2 separate regions of the Bos taurus genome follow, and region 1 is linked to region 2. The links are chromatin contacts, called in public Hi-C maps. All regions are on one chromosome and are shown on one strand. Each heading gives the region's core, a stretch centred on a gene start, on an enhancer-like site or on the middle of the called end of the contact. The rest is flanking DNA. Distances are from core to core; before and after follow the strand shown. Region 1 holds the start of ERI1 (exoribonuclease 1). Region 2 has its middle 41 kb from the start of TRNAG-UCC.

Evidence for each region. Hi-C and Micro-C count contacts between places; a contact is called where the count stands out from the background.
Region 1: a Hi-C map of skeletal muscle shows a contact between it and region 2, with 9 times the contacts expected there. The contact joins the promoter of ERI1 here to the enhancer-like site in region 2. A contact is called at or near these places in 3 of 11 Hi-C or Micro-C datasets (liver, skeletal muscle and an unstated tissue).

Annotation. Positions count from the first base shown.
Region 1 is chr27:25,057,083-25,063,160 of ARS-UCD2.0, forward strand. It overlaps ERI1 (exoribonuclease 1), which reads left to right and starts at 4,520. Exons shown (of 7, transcript NM_001038192.2): 1 at 4,520-4,783. The coding sequence starts at 4,676. LOC101904042 (a long non-coding RNA gene) reads right to left here and starts at 4,369. Exons shown (of 5, transcript XR_815985.4): 1 at 4,266-4,369; 2 at 3,285-3,391; 3 at 2,476-2,988; 4 at 2,064-2,167.
Region 2 is chr27:24,835,028-24,841,183 of ARS-UCD2.0, forward strand. No RefSeq gene overlaps it. Among named protein-coding and RNA genes, the nearest start is that of TRNAG-UCC, 41 kb to the right of the region's middle. Within about 2 kb of position 3,559, at least 8 of the 102 cell types and tissues checked have an H3K27ac peak or open chromatin away from gene starts, as enhancers often do. A contact at or near this core is called in liver and skeletal muscle, where this site is marked.

The sequences.
Region 1 (6,078 bases), core at 3,270-5,769, 220 kb after region 2:
AAATTCGTCTGGAGGGTCACACACATGCCTCCTCCCGCCTTTACATTACCAGACATTCCTATGGGCACAAGAGCTCACATGAGCTCAAAATAACCCGGCACTTGTGGAGGAGCAAAGAGACCATAAAATGCAGACAAGTTGAATCACACATACCAAATGAATCAGAATCATTAGAACAGATGAGCCAAGAATGTCAAAGATGCTTCAGAAGATAAACGAAGATATTAGCAATCTGAACTAAGAAATCATGAAAAAGTGGAAATATGAGGCTTCCTTGTTAAACACTCACCATTTTCCAAAAATCCACAAACTACTGAAATAATTTTCTTTGATACCTGTGGGCTTGTTCAAGTTGCTGGTTAACCACTATACCACAAATATGTACACACCGATCCCTGTTTCCAGACTGTGGCCTTTTTCTGTTCTCTTTTGTGTTTTAAATCCTGTTTTTGCCTTTGTTTCTTAACAATAGTGTAATGACTGCCTTCCTCATGTGACTAAATGGCTGAAGCAAATTAACTAAAGGTCCCTGGGTTATCCTTTGACTAAATAAAATAATTAGAGGGAAAATGCAACAAATAGGTAAAATGGCACAGAGGATACAGCTAAAAAGTGAGTTAGAAACTGTAAAATCAGATTGAGGAACTTTCCCAGGCAGCTACAGGAAAAAATAAAGATATGGAAAACATAAAAGGAATGATATGTGATATGGAGGGTATTGAAGGTAGAAGCATAATGCCAGTATCTAGATTTTATGGATTCAAAATGGGGGGGGGGTTGGAAAAGATATATTTAAAGAGATAAAGAAGGTAAATTTTCCTAAATGAAAGAAAAATGAAGGATCCCAGATTGAAAGAAATAAAAAAAAATTCAAACAGATTTTAAAAAGAGATCCCTAACTAGATCCATTATTAGTGAAATTTAAGAATATCATCAACAAAAATAAATGATGTAGAATTCTCAGGAAAAGGGAACAGATACCTAAAAAGATCAGGAATCACATTGGTATCAGACTTTTGAAACAATACTAGATTCAAGAAAAAAATAAAGTAATATTTTAAAGTAATAAAGGAAAAGACCTTGGAACCTGCAGAAATTGTTACATTAAACAGAGAGATTCTATATGCGATTCCCATGAGTTCAGCATCAGTATCATTACTATTAACAAATTACCAAGACTTCTGGAAAATGCAGTAAGAAAAGAAAAAGATAAAGGTGTATAAAAGTAGGAAAAATAAAGCTAAAACATTTATAAAAATACGACCAGCCATCTTAGGAAAAAATCAACAGAATAAAAAAATATTAAAATTCATAAGGGAGTTTAGGCATTATAAAAATCAATAGTATTTTTTCTTACCACAAATAACCAACCTAAATAAGTATAATGTAAGATAATATACCATTCATAACAATAACAAAAGCCATAATGTGGCTAGGAAATTAACCAAGAACAGACAAGACTTCTATGGAGAAAACTATAAAAATTTTAAAGCATACAACATGGTCTGAATAAACAGTCATATGTTTCAACAGAAAGATTTATTATGTCAGTTCTCTTCAGGTTAATCTAGTGAATTCAATTTTAATGAGAAGCTTTATTGGATTTTAAGTACCAATGAATTTATCCTCAAATGTACATGAAAGACCAAAAACATAAAAGAGTCAAGCTAGTCTTGAAAAAGAGGGAGAATTTGTTTTATCAGATATTAATACATATTGCAGAGTCAAGCAATAAAAATAGTGTGGGAAGGGTGTAAGAACAGACACCACGGACTAACAGGACAGAGCTCAGATACAAACCCAAACATATAGAACTAAACATATATTGGCACCAGGCAGCCATGGGTAAACCACTCAGAAACAAATGGCATTCTACTCTGCCAAAGATCACATATTTAGTTCAGTCTAGAACAATTTACAAAACCTGGTATTCAACATACAGATCTATCATAGACAGTGGTTTCATCCCGGGACTTTAACACTAAATGAAAGCAGGTATGTTTTTCACTGGGGTTAGTAAGAGAATAACTGATTCTAAAACCCCTTTTAGGCTTGGGCCATACCTGAAACATTTAGGGAGGCTCTCCTCCTTGAGCTGTCCAACTTGGGGAAGTCATTTTCTTAGGTGGAAGGCACTGGAATCATTGGGACTTTTCCCTAGGTGTACCTGGAGAGTAACAGCAAAATCACCATTTACAAAACATGGGTCTCCTGCATGCTGATACCATACAGTGAAAGGAAAGCGTGAGATATGGTGGTATTTCTTGAACATTCCAGGCACTTTGTCAGCTCTGGGCCTTTTCATTTGTTGTTTGCACTGCCTGCAATTCTCTTCCCTCAGAGAGCCTCAAAGTTGGCTCCTTCCCTCCTTCAGGCCTTTGCCCAAGTAGCACATCATCAAAGAGACCTCCCATAACCATTCTATTTACAATTGCAAGACCCTTTCCCACAGAATCATCCCCACCTTCCTCTTACCTGCTTAATTTTCCTCCATATGTAAATGTTTTGCTTATTTCTTTTGTTTGTTGTCTTTATTCCACTTCCTGAACATAAACTCATGCAGAATTTTTGTCATTTTGTTCAGTGCTCATTCCTGGCAGGTAGAAGGTGCTCCATACATCTTTGTTGAATGAATGAATGGTTATTGTATCTTAGCGTTCCCATAGATACTGGCAACAGTACTAAGGTATAGCTCATCATCTGAAGTGTAGATAAATGATCAATTGATTTATTGATTGATAAATTTATTGATAAATATCAATCAATCCTTATAGTGAATCTTAACAACTGAGATACAATAATCAAATCAAAAAGTTCAAGCAGACAATTTGTAGTTAGCACTTACTAATGTTCACATAATATGAATCCTGGTAAGTGTTTACTGGATCATTTTTTCTTGGAGAGAGATGCAATCAGCAATTCTTATTAATTTTCTATAGTTGCATGTCAAGACTCACAATCATTATCTGAAAAGAAAACAAATAAACCCTAGGAAAAAGAAATGATCAGAGTTGTGCCTTAGAAATCTTTGTGATTTTTAAGTCTATAAACCTTTGTTTATAAACACAAAGGTGAGTCTGCAGTTACAAGAGAAAAAATACAGTCCACTTAGAAAGAAGCAGGTGATTCCAAAAGTAAAAAATCAGTGGTAGATTTCCAATTGTGTCCCTTTTGCCGTTAGGGAATTATATGTCCTCACCCACTGCCATGTGCCTAGAAGTGATCCTATACTCATTAATTATTTTTATAATAATGCAGAATAACAAACCACCCCATTGGCTTACAATAAGCATTTAATTCTTTTCCCATTGTCTGCAGGTCAGCTGGGATGGTGCTGCTTCAGGATGTGGCCTTCCTGGACTTGTTTGTCTGAAAAAGTCTTTGTTTCATCCTGTGGAGTATAGAATTCCAAGCTGACATATTTGTTTTGCATTTTTAAGTTGTCATTTCATTTTCTTTTGGCTTGCACAGTTTCTAATGAGAAGTCTATGAAAACTTACTATTATTTCTCTGTGCATAATGTGCCTTTTTTCACCAGCTACTTTTAAGATTTTTCTCTTTAAGCTTTTGAAGGGTCTAAATAGCTTTTCCTTTAGACCCCAGAGTCTAGGGCTAGTCACTACTAAGGCATGACACTTCGGGGGTCTCTATTGCATATTCCATTCAACAACTGTATTCAACAGTCTCCCCACTCTAGCTCCAGGGAACTCAAATGATTCCTTGTCCTGTGAGTTGTGAAAATTGTTTGGCTTACTGCTTCCCCATGATCTTTCCTGGCCTTGTGAAATAGTCACAGAACATATTCACTGATTTTTATTCAGTTAAAGATGCAGATTTCTGAAGCTTTTTCTCCATGAACTCGGCCTTATAAATTCCAACCAATTTGGTCTCCCCAAAATCCAATCCCCGTCTACTTCATTTGGTAAGACCTGTCTTCTCAGGGAGACCCTAGGCTCTGCTTAAGTTCCCCTTGTACTTGCAAACTGGAAACTGCCTCTGGACAGAGAGCCAGGGTCAACCCGGCTCATCCCTGGCTCATCTCATTTGTTTCTCTTCTTTCATGTAAAAGGACTGGAACTGCCTGCCGTCCGATGTCTGAAAACAGTTATTTTCACATACTTTGCTCAGTTTCTTAATAGTTTCAGACCTATTTCTTCTTGTCCAGTAGTGGGCGTCTTAAATGCCTTACGGAAAACGCAGATTGCTTTATAAAGATTATTCTCTGTGGTTAAAATTCACCTCTCTCAAGGGCAATCCTCGCTTACTTCTCAGGAGATGGTGATGGATCATTTCCTTTGGTGGTCTCCTCCAGGCACCAGAGTCCGGAACCTGGCGTAGCCTCCACTCCGCGCCGGCAGCGTTCTGTTTCTCCCGCGCGCGCGCCTCCCTCCCGCTTGGCTCCTCCCATCTTTCTTTTTGCCCCTCCCTCCTCGCTTCTCCAGCCCCCGTCAACGGAAGCCCTCGCGTTCCGTGCGCCGGCTCACTGCGCCTGCGCGGCGTCTGGACGCTTCACGTTCCCGGAAGTGGGAGGTCCCCGCTCGAGTTTGTGTGGACGCCGCCGCGGGAACGCGAGCCCGGTAATTTTTCAACCGAGAAAGTCGAGGCTTTCGAGGTTGGCCGGGTGAGACTGAGCGAGTGGAGGCTCCAGCAGCTCCCTTCTGACGTGACACGCGACATGGAGGATGAGCAGACCCTCCAGCCTGGCGACGAGGCCGTGGCTCCCGCGCGGCGCGCGTCTCCCGGGTCGGAGTGCGGGGACGAAGCCCAGCGTCCGAATCCTGAGGTGAGAATCCGCCCGCGTGCCCCTGAATTAAGAGGGTTTCCCGCGGGAACCGCAGCCTGTGCGCCCTGGGACCCTAGCCCCGGCCGCCTTCCCTGGCCTCAACTCCGGGAGCCGTTCTCTGGGGATAGTTGTCATTGAGCCCTTTCTAGTCCCAGGTACCGTCTGGAAGTAAGTCAACAGCCCAGACGAACTGAGTGTGCGAACTGAGGTTTTAGACGTTCTGGGTGGGAATTCTGCTCTAAACTTGCTGAGTTAACAATCGGTTACACGGTTGCTGTCGTCATTCCGGGTAGCCCTAGTCTGTAATTGGTAGTTTATGTTTTTAGAAATCTCACCCCAGCTCTAAGTGTATCACTCCTTAAGACCTTTAAGGCCATCTCCCAGCCTTGGCAGAAGGTAACTGTGCCTGTTGGCTGGAACTTCGTCTCTGGTTTTTGGACCATTTTACTCCTGCTTCGTATAAACATAATGTATGAATGATGTTAATGATTTTGACAGCTCAGTAGTAGATCCTACAGTGACAAAGTTGTAAAGACGGTCTTAAAACGTCTTTAATCGTCTTCTTTGATAGGTATAATTATTGTTGACTAGCTGCAGACTGTAAATAATACCAAAACTGGTCATTTTCTATTAATATACAAATGCTGAGTGCCTCGTAGTGTGGGTAGTTGGAGGAGGCGTCCAGACTTCTGCTCTTTCCACCTACAGCCAATTCTCCACATAGCAGCTGGAATAATCTTTAGTAACATGAATCTGACTGGGTTTCTCCCATCCTGAATCTTCAGTTTGCTGGCCCCAGGACTTGGCTCCTTCCTCCATTGTTAGCTGTACCTCTTCCCTTTTGCTCTCAGTGGCCACCATCCTTGGTGTTATGGTGGGTGGTCTTTCTTGTTAAAGGTCTTTTGTGTGCTTTCTTTGCCCTGAGTCTTGGAACAGTTATCTGGTTCACCTTATGATGCTACTTTCAAAGAGGGCTCCATATCTCTTCTCTCTAAAGAACCATTTCTACTCCACCATCCTTCTTCAGTTTAAGATACTGTCAATAACATCATCATGTGAGTTGGTACAAAAATAATTTTTTAAAGTTTATGTTTAATGAGAGTAGCGTGATTGAATACACTTTACTTTATTTAAATATCTTAAAACTTTGAGCTAAAAAAAAAAACAAACTTTGAGCTATAGTGACTCAAGGCCTGAATCTGTGTTCCTGGTTGGTTTTAGTGACTGTCATATTTGTTAAAAACCTGTTGTTGGATGCTTTTAATAAATGATGATACAGTCCTTTTGTTTTCAGG
Region 2 (6,156 bases), core at 2,309-4,808:
TCATTTTTAGACCGCGAGCTTGAATTGTCCTGTGTCCTGGCAGAAAATAAGCCCACATTTGGCACCTGTGCCCAGCAAAGCTTGAACAGACAACTCCTTTAGCCGTGGATCTGATTCTCTCCTTTGCTCAAGAACACTGAAAGGCTCACATTTTATTACCCCCGCACGCAGTCCATTTCCCGCGTGGTAATGGAGACCATTCAGGGCGGTCCCCAGCCTGGTTTCGTGTTGTGGCTCATTGTTTCTGCCTCATGGACATTCTTTCCTCTGGCCAAAGTGCCCTGCTTGTTCCTTTGAAAATCCTCCAGTCTATGCTTTCAGGCCTTGATTCCTCTTTCCCTGTCTTCTCCCTCTGTCCAGAGTCTATACATACTTCAAGGTCACCTTAGATGCTCCGCCGGGAAGCTGTCCCTGGTCCTCCTGCTTCCAGTCAATTGCTTTTGTTCCCTGGAACGCACAGATGCTGCTTCACTGATGCTTCCAAATACAATCCTTCGCCTCCACCGCAACCCTGGGGAGCCCTCAGGTGCAGGGACTTACCCTGCGTCTCCTTGAGCCACATCTCTCAGCCAAGTGACCAGCACACATGTGTGCCCAGTAGACAACAGTTGTGTGAATGAATTAATATCCCAGTAGAAATACAGAAGTGAAGAAGGGGGTTAGAATGCTTGAAGACACCTGCCCCCGATATATGGTTAGGGTTCAATGACATTAAAATCACACTAAAGAGACTGGTGGTGTGGATTAGCACAACCAAAAGGTGACCTTCAGATCACGTCTCTCTTACCTGTACACTTTTATTATCTTAAATGTATGTCATGAGATGGGGTCCATGATGGAGAGAGCGGGGTTCTGGGATGGACGATAGGGTTGTGCCTTCAGTTTGGGCATCTGTGAGATATCAGGATGGAATGCGTGAAGATCTGTTTGCTGAGGACCCTGTCAGCCTCTTAGGGAAGAGTGACAAGAACTTCGGGATGTTTGTTAGGACGTTAGATATATCCTGATTAACATTTATAAGGTAGGCCTGGAGATCTCTCCTCTGCTCTGGAGTTGGGGTGGTAATTTCAGTGGAGGACAAAAGTCCTGCCTTTGGCCCAACTCCTGGGACTTTATCTTAAAGGCCTTAGAATGGGAGAAAAGAGTCAAATTACTCACTGGAAGACTAATTAATAGTTGAAAATGCTAGTGGGTAAAGAATTTCCCTATCTGACTTGCACCCTGAAGCAAAAGACAGCTGCAGGGAACATTGCAATTGCAAGCTGTAACCACAAGATGGCGCAGCAGACCACAAAATTCTCAGCAGACCCAGGCCAACAGGATGGCAGCAGGGAGCATAGCAATTGCAAGCTTTAACCACCAGATGGCGCAGCAGACCACAAAATTCTCCGCAAGCCAGGGTAAACCCACCCCTTAAGCTCTCCCCGAAGAGGAGTTTCAGTTCAGTTCTGTTTAGCTCAGTTCAGTTGTCATTTGGTCGTGTCCGACTCTTTGCGACCCCATGAATCGCAGCACGCCAGACTTCCCTGTCCATCACCATCTTCCGGAGTTCACTCAAACTCACGTCCATTGAGTTGGTGATGCCATCCAGCCATCTCATCCTCTGTCGTCCCCTTCTCCTCCTGCCCCCAATCTCTCCCAGCATCAGAGTCTTTTCCAATGAGTCAACTCTTTGCATGAGGAGGCCAAAGTACTGGAGTTTCAGCTTTAGCATCATTCCTTCCAAAGAACACCCAGGGCTGATCTCCTTTAGAATGGACTGGTTGGATCTCCTTGCAGTCCAAGGGACTCTCAAGAGTCTTCTCCAACACCACAGTTCAAATTTGGTAACCCCAAAAATTTATCTGGAGGAGGGCTCAGAATTAGACACCCTTGAGATTGTAGCCCAGTGTTTTAATTTCACCACTCTCCCAATTTTCCTTTAAAAAATACTTCCAGAAAATATAGCATCTGATAGAACTGGCTGTTGAGAGCCAATTGCTAAATTTTCAGGAATTAACATTTTTAAAAATTAGAATTAGATTATATAAATGTTTAATTAAGTAGGTTATATTAAAACAAATACTCCAAATTTAATTATCTATTTTTTGACATTTTACTGTCTTTGTGCTTTTTGAGGTTATATTCTATCTTTATAAATTAGGTAATGAGCCTGTATTACACATCTCTTGGTAATTTGAAATTAACCACTTGGAACTTGGCCATGGAAACTGGCAAATGCTACATATGAGCTTTTCAGAGAGCTGGATGGTAAGCATTTACCAAATACCAGTGGGTGAGGGAAAGGAGAGCTGGCCCATGTATGATGCCAGGAGTCAAGGAAAAGGAGCTTGAAATTACAATTTGCCTCTGATGTTAATTCAGACAGAACAAAATACAATAACTTAAAAACTCATACTCGACAGTCAGAATCAAGGCTTTGAATCTGTGCTCTGCCATTTATTAACTGTATCCCTTAGGCGATTGACTCTCAGTGCTTATTTATCTGTAAAGAGAACGTAACAGTACCTTCTTCATAAGATTACTGGAAGGATTAAATGAGCCAACATATATGTCACCTTAAATAGCTGTGTGTGTTCAATCACTCAGGCATGTCTGACCCTTTGCAGCCCCATGGACTGTAACAGCCTGCCAGACTTCTCTGCCCATGGAATTTTCCAGGCAAGAATACCAGAGTGGGTAGCCATTTCCCACTCCAGGAGATCTTCCCAACCCAGGGTAAATATTAATAGCTCTATGGGTTGGTTATTCTGTTTGTTGAAAGGTGATGAGATTATGAATACTCATGACAGAAGGAAAGTTGATGCCAACAGCAGAGATACATTTGAATTCTAAGACCCTAAAGCTATGTATTTTCCAATCGTGTTAGATCTTTACATATAATTTCACATCGTGATTTCCATTTATTTTCTGAAAAGAGATTAAATATAATGCCACATTTCAAAACAGAATAATGCTCACTGTCATACGTCTCTTTTTTTTTTTTAACATTTGGGAAGTTAAATTTTCCAAAGTGTAGTTTGAAAGACTATCTTGATGTCTTAAGCATTTTGTAAATAATCAGAGAATAAGTTGAGTTTTCCCAAAGAGCACACCGTTTTACCAAAGAGTATATCTTGGGTTGTCCCTGTCAAGCTGAGAGGTTGCTCAGAAATGGAATTAATAGAAAACCCACATCTAACTCCCCTAATGAGGGGTTAAGAATTTGTCTCCATACTCGAATGGTGGCAGCCTTTGTGAATAAATTCAGAGACTGATCTCACAGTGACAAAAGGGGAATGAAAGGAATCTCGAGTAATTGAACACGTGACTTTCTCTGAAATCACAAATGAAGACCCACCTTCGTGGTATGAAGAGTTTGATCTGTGAAGACCAAATTTTCAGTGGTATTGAACTTAGACTGTCCTTTGGCATTAAGCTGTGGAAGCTCTTCTGGGGAATGTTGGAGAGCAGCCTACACTCCGACATGTCGACAGTTCCCTGCCTGGAGTCAGGAAAACGCTGTGACCCACTGGAGTCCCCTCCAACTGGCAGAAACTGGAAAACTGCTAAACAAGTTGGCCAGAAACTGTCCAACCTATTGCATAATCCAGACTTTAAAACCCAGACTGCAGAGTTCTCTCCTCACACCAGTCACTCGCAATTTTTCAATTTATTTTTCAATTAGCTCATTAAAGGAACATTTCTTAGCTATTATGTATGCCCAACACTGTGAGAAATGCTTTTAATTTATTTTAAAAACTTTAACAGGGGAAGAATTTGAGTAGTTTTTCCAGGGAACCCAAAGATTGAGATGGCATGTTCTAGAAACTGGCAATAAATAATAATTTGCTTAAAAAAATCAGTGACACGTGAACTGTGCAGATGAACGCCAAGTTCATCGCTCTGGAACTCTGCTGCCCCCAGAAAGTGAACAGGGCATTTCTGTCCTAAAGAGTGTGCACGTTGCCGTATTTAGCGTTTCTTCTGTCATCCAGTATCGTCCTGGCCTCAGGGGAGAATCACGTGACACTCCCAGTCATTTGAGACCACAGCTGTCTCACGATCAAGACCCCACTGAGGACTATTTTGGCGTTTCCGCAGCTGCTGGCAGAGCCCAGATGGGTGTAACCACGTTGGGAGAGTTAGTGATAATGTAAACAGCCGACTCCCGCAAGGTAGGAGGGCGGACCAGGGGCCCCAGCCTTGCTGGCGTTTTCTAAAATCGCTAATGTTCTGTAAGAACAAATACACACGGCTGAGTATGTGTAAAACATAAAAGCATAAACAAGATTAATTTTACTCTATTATTTTTTCTATTCCCCCCAGCTTTATTGAGATATGATTGACATATAACATGGTCCATGTTTAAGGTGTAGATTTGGTGATGGTGAAGGACAGGGAGGCCTGGCGTGCTGCAGTCCACAGGGTCGCGGAGAGCCAGACATGACTTGGTGACTGAACAACAAGAAATGGCGCAGTTCACAGTTAGGTCAGTTGCAACCTTCACATCGTTACCTTGTTGTTGTTATGGTGAGAACATTTAAGATCTACGCTCAGCAACTTTCAAGAACACAATCAGTGTTGTTAATTTTCGTCACCATGCTCTGCATCAGACCCCTGGAGCTTATTCACCTTATGACTGGACGTTTAGACCTTTTGACCAACATCTCTGCATTTCCCCCACCCCCTTGGCATTCACTATAATATTCTCTGTTTTTCTGAGGTTTTTTGTGTTTTTTTTAGATTCTGCATATAAATGAGAACATACATATTTCTCTTTGTTGGACTTCACTTTGTATAATGTTCAGGGTTCATCCATGTTGTCACAAATGGCAGGATTTCCTTCTTCATTAAGGCTAGATAATATTCCTCTGCATACACATACATATATATACACACATACATATGCATACATACACATAATACACAGATATATGTATATTTCGCTTTTTCTTATCTATCCGTCAGTAGACACTGAGGTTGCTCACATATCTTGACTGTTGTGTATAATACTGCAGTGAACTTAGGGGTGAATGTATCTTCTCTGATTAGTGTTTTTCTTTGGATAAATACTCAGGAGTGGAATTGCTTGATCATATGGTCATTTTTAATTTTTTGAGGAACATTCATAACTGTTTTTTTCCGTAGTGGCTGCACCAATTTACATTCCCACCAACAGTGCACAGGGGTTACCTTTTGCTCCACGGCCTCGCCAGCTCTTGTTATGTCTTGTCTTTTTTAAGATAGCCATTCTGACAGTTGACGTGGTGTCTGATTGTGATTCTGATTTGCATTTCTCTAATAACTAGCGATGTTGTGCACTTTTCACGGACCCTTCAGCCACTTGTATGTCTTCTTTGGAAAAATGTTCAGATCCTCTACTCAACTTTTAATCAGATTATTTGATTTTTGCTACTGAGTTGCATGATTTCTTAATAGATTTTGGAAATTAATCCCTTATCAGATATATGACCTGTGAATACTTTCTCCCATTTGGTAGGTAGCCTTTTCACTTCGCTGTTTCCTAATCATTTGGTTTCCTTTGGTGCAGAAGCGTTTTAGATTAATGTAGTTCCACTTGTTGACTTTTTGCTTTTGCTGCCTTTGCAAGAAGATTAACTTTAAATGTAGTGTCCCACCATCTAGATATAAATACTGTTAACAGGTTTGCTACATTTCCTTCAGACATGTTTCTGTGGGTGGGTTTGCAGAGAGAGTCACAGAGACACAGAAGAAAGGGAGAGAGAGGTTGAAAAAGAAGGTATTTTTTCCTTTCCACCCCCCCCCTCACTAATCTCTACCATTTATTTTGAAATAGTTTCAGGTTTACAGAAAAGTTATAAAAATAGTATAAAGAATTCCAAAATGCCATTCACCCAGATTCCACCAATATTAATATTTTTATCACATTTGCTTCCCCCCGTCTCTCATATGTATATTTTTTCCTGCACCATCTGATGACACATTGCAAACTGATGGCCTCTAAAAAATATCTGCATATATTTCCTAAAAACAATACCAGTTTTATAGATACCTACACTAGGCTTAACAAAATCAGAAAATTAACCGTGATATATTGTATTACTTAATCTACAGAATTTCGCCAGTTGTCTCCTTATTGCTCATTTAGCAAAAGAAGAAAAAAATTCTAGTCCAGGATCCAGTCCCACATCA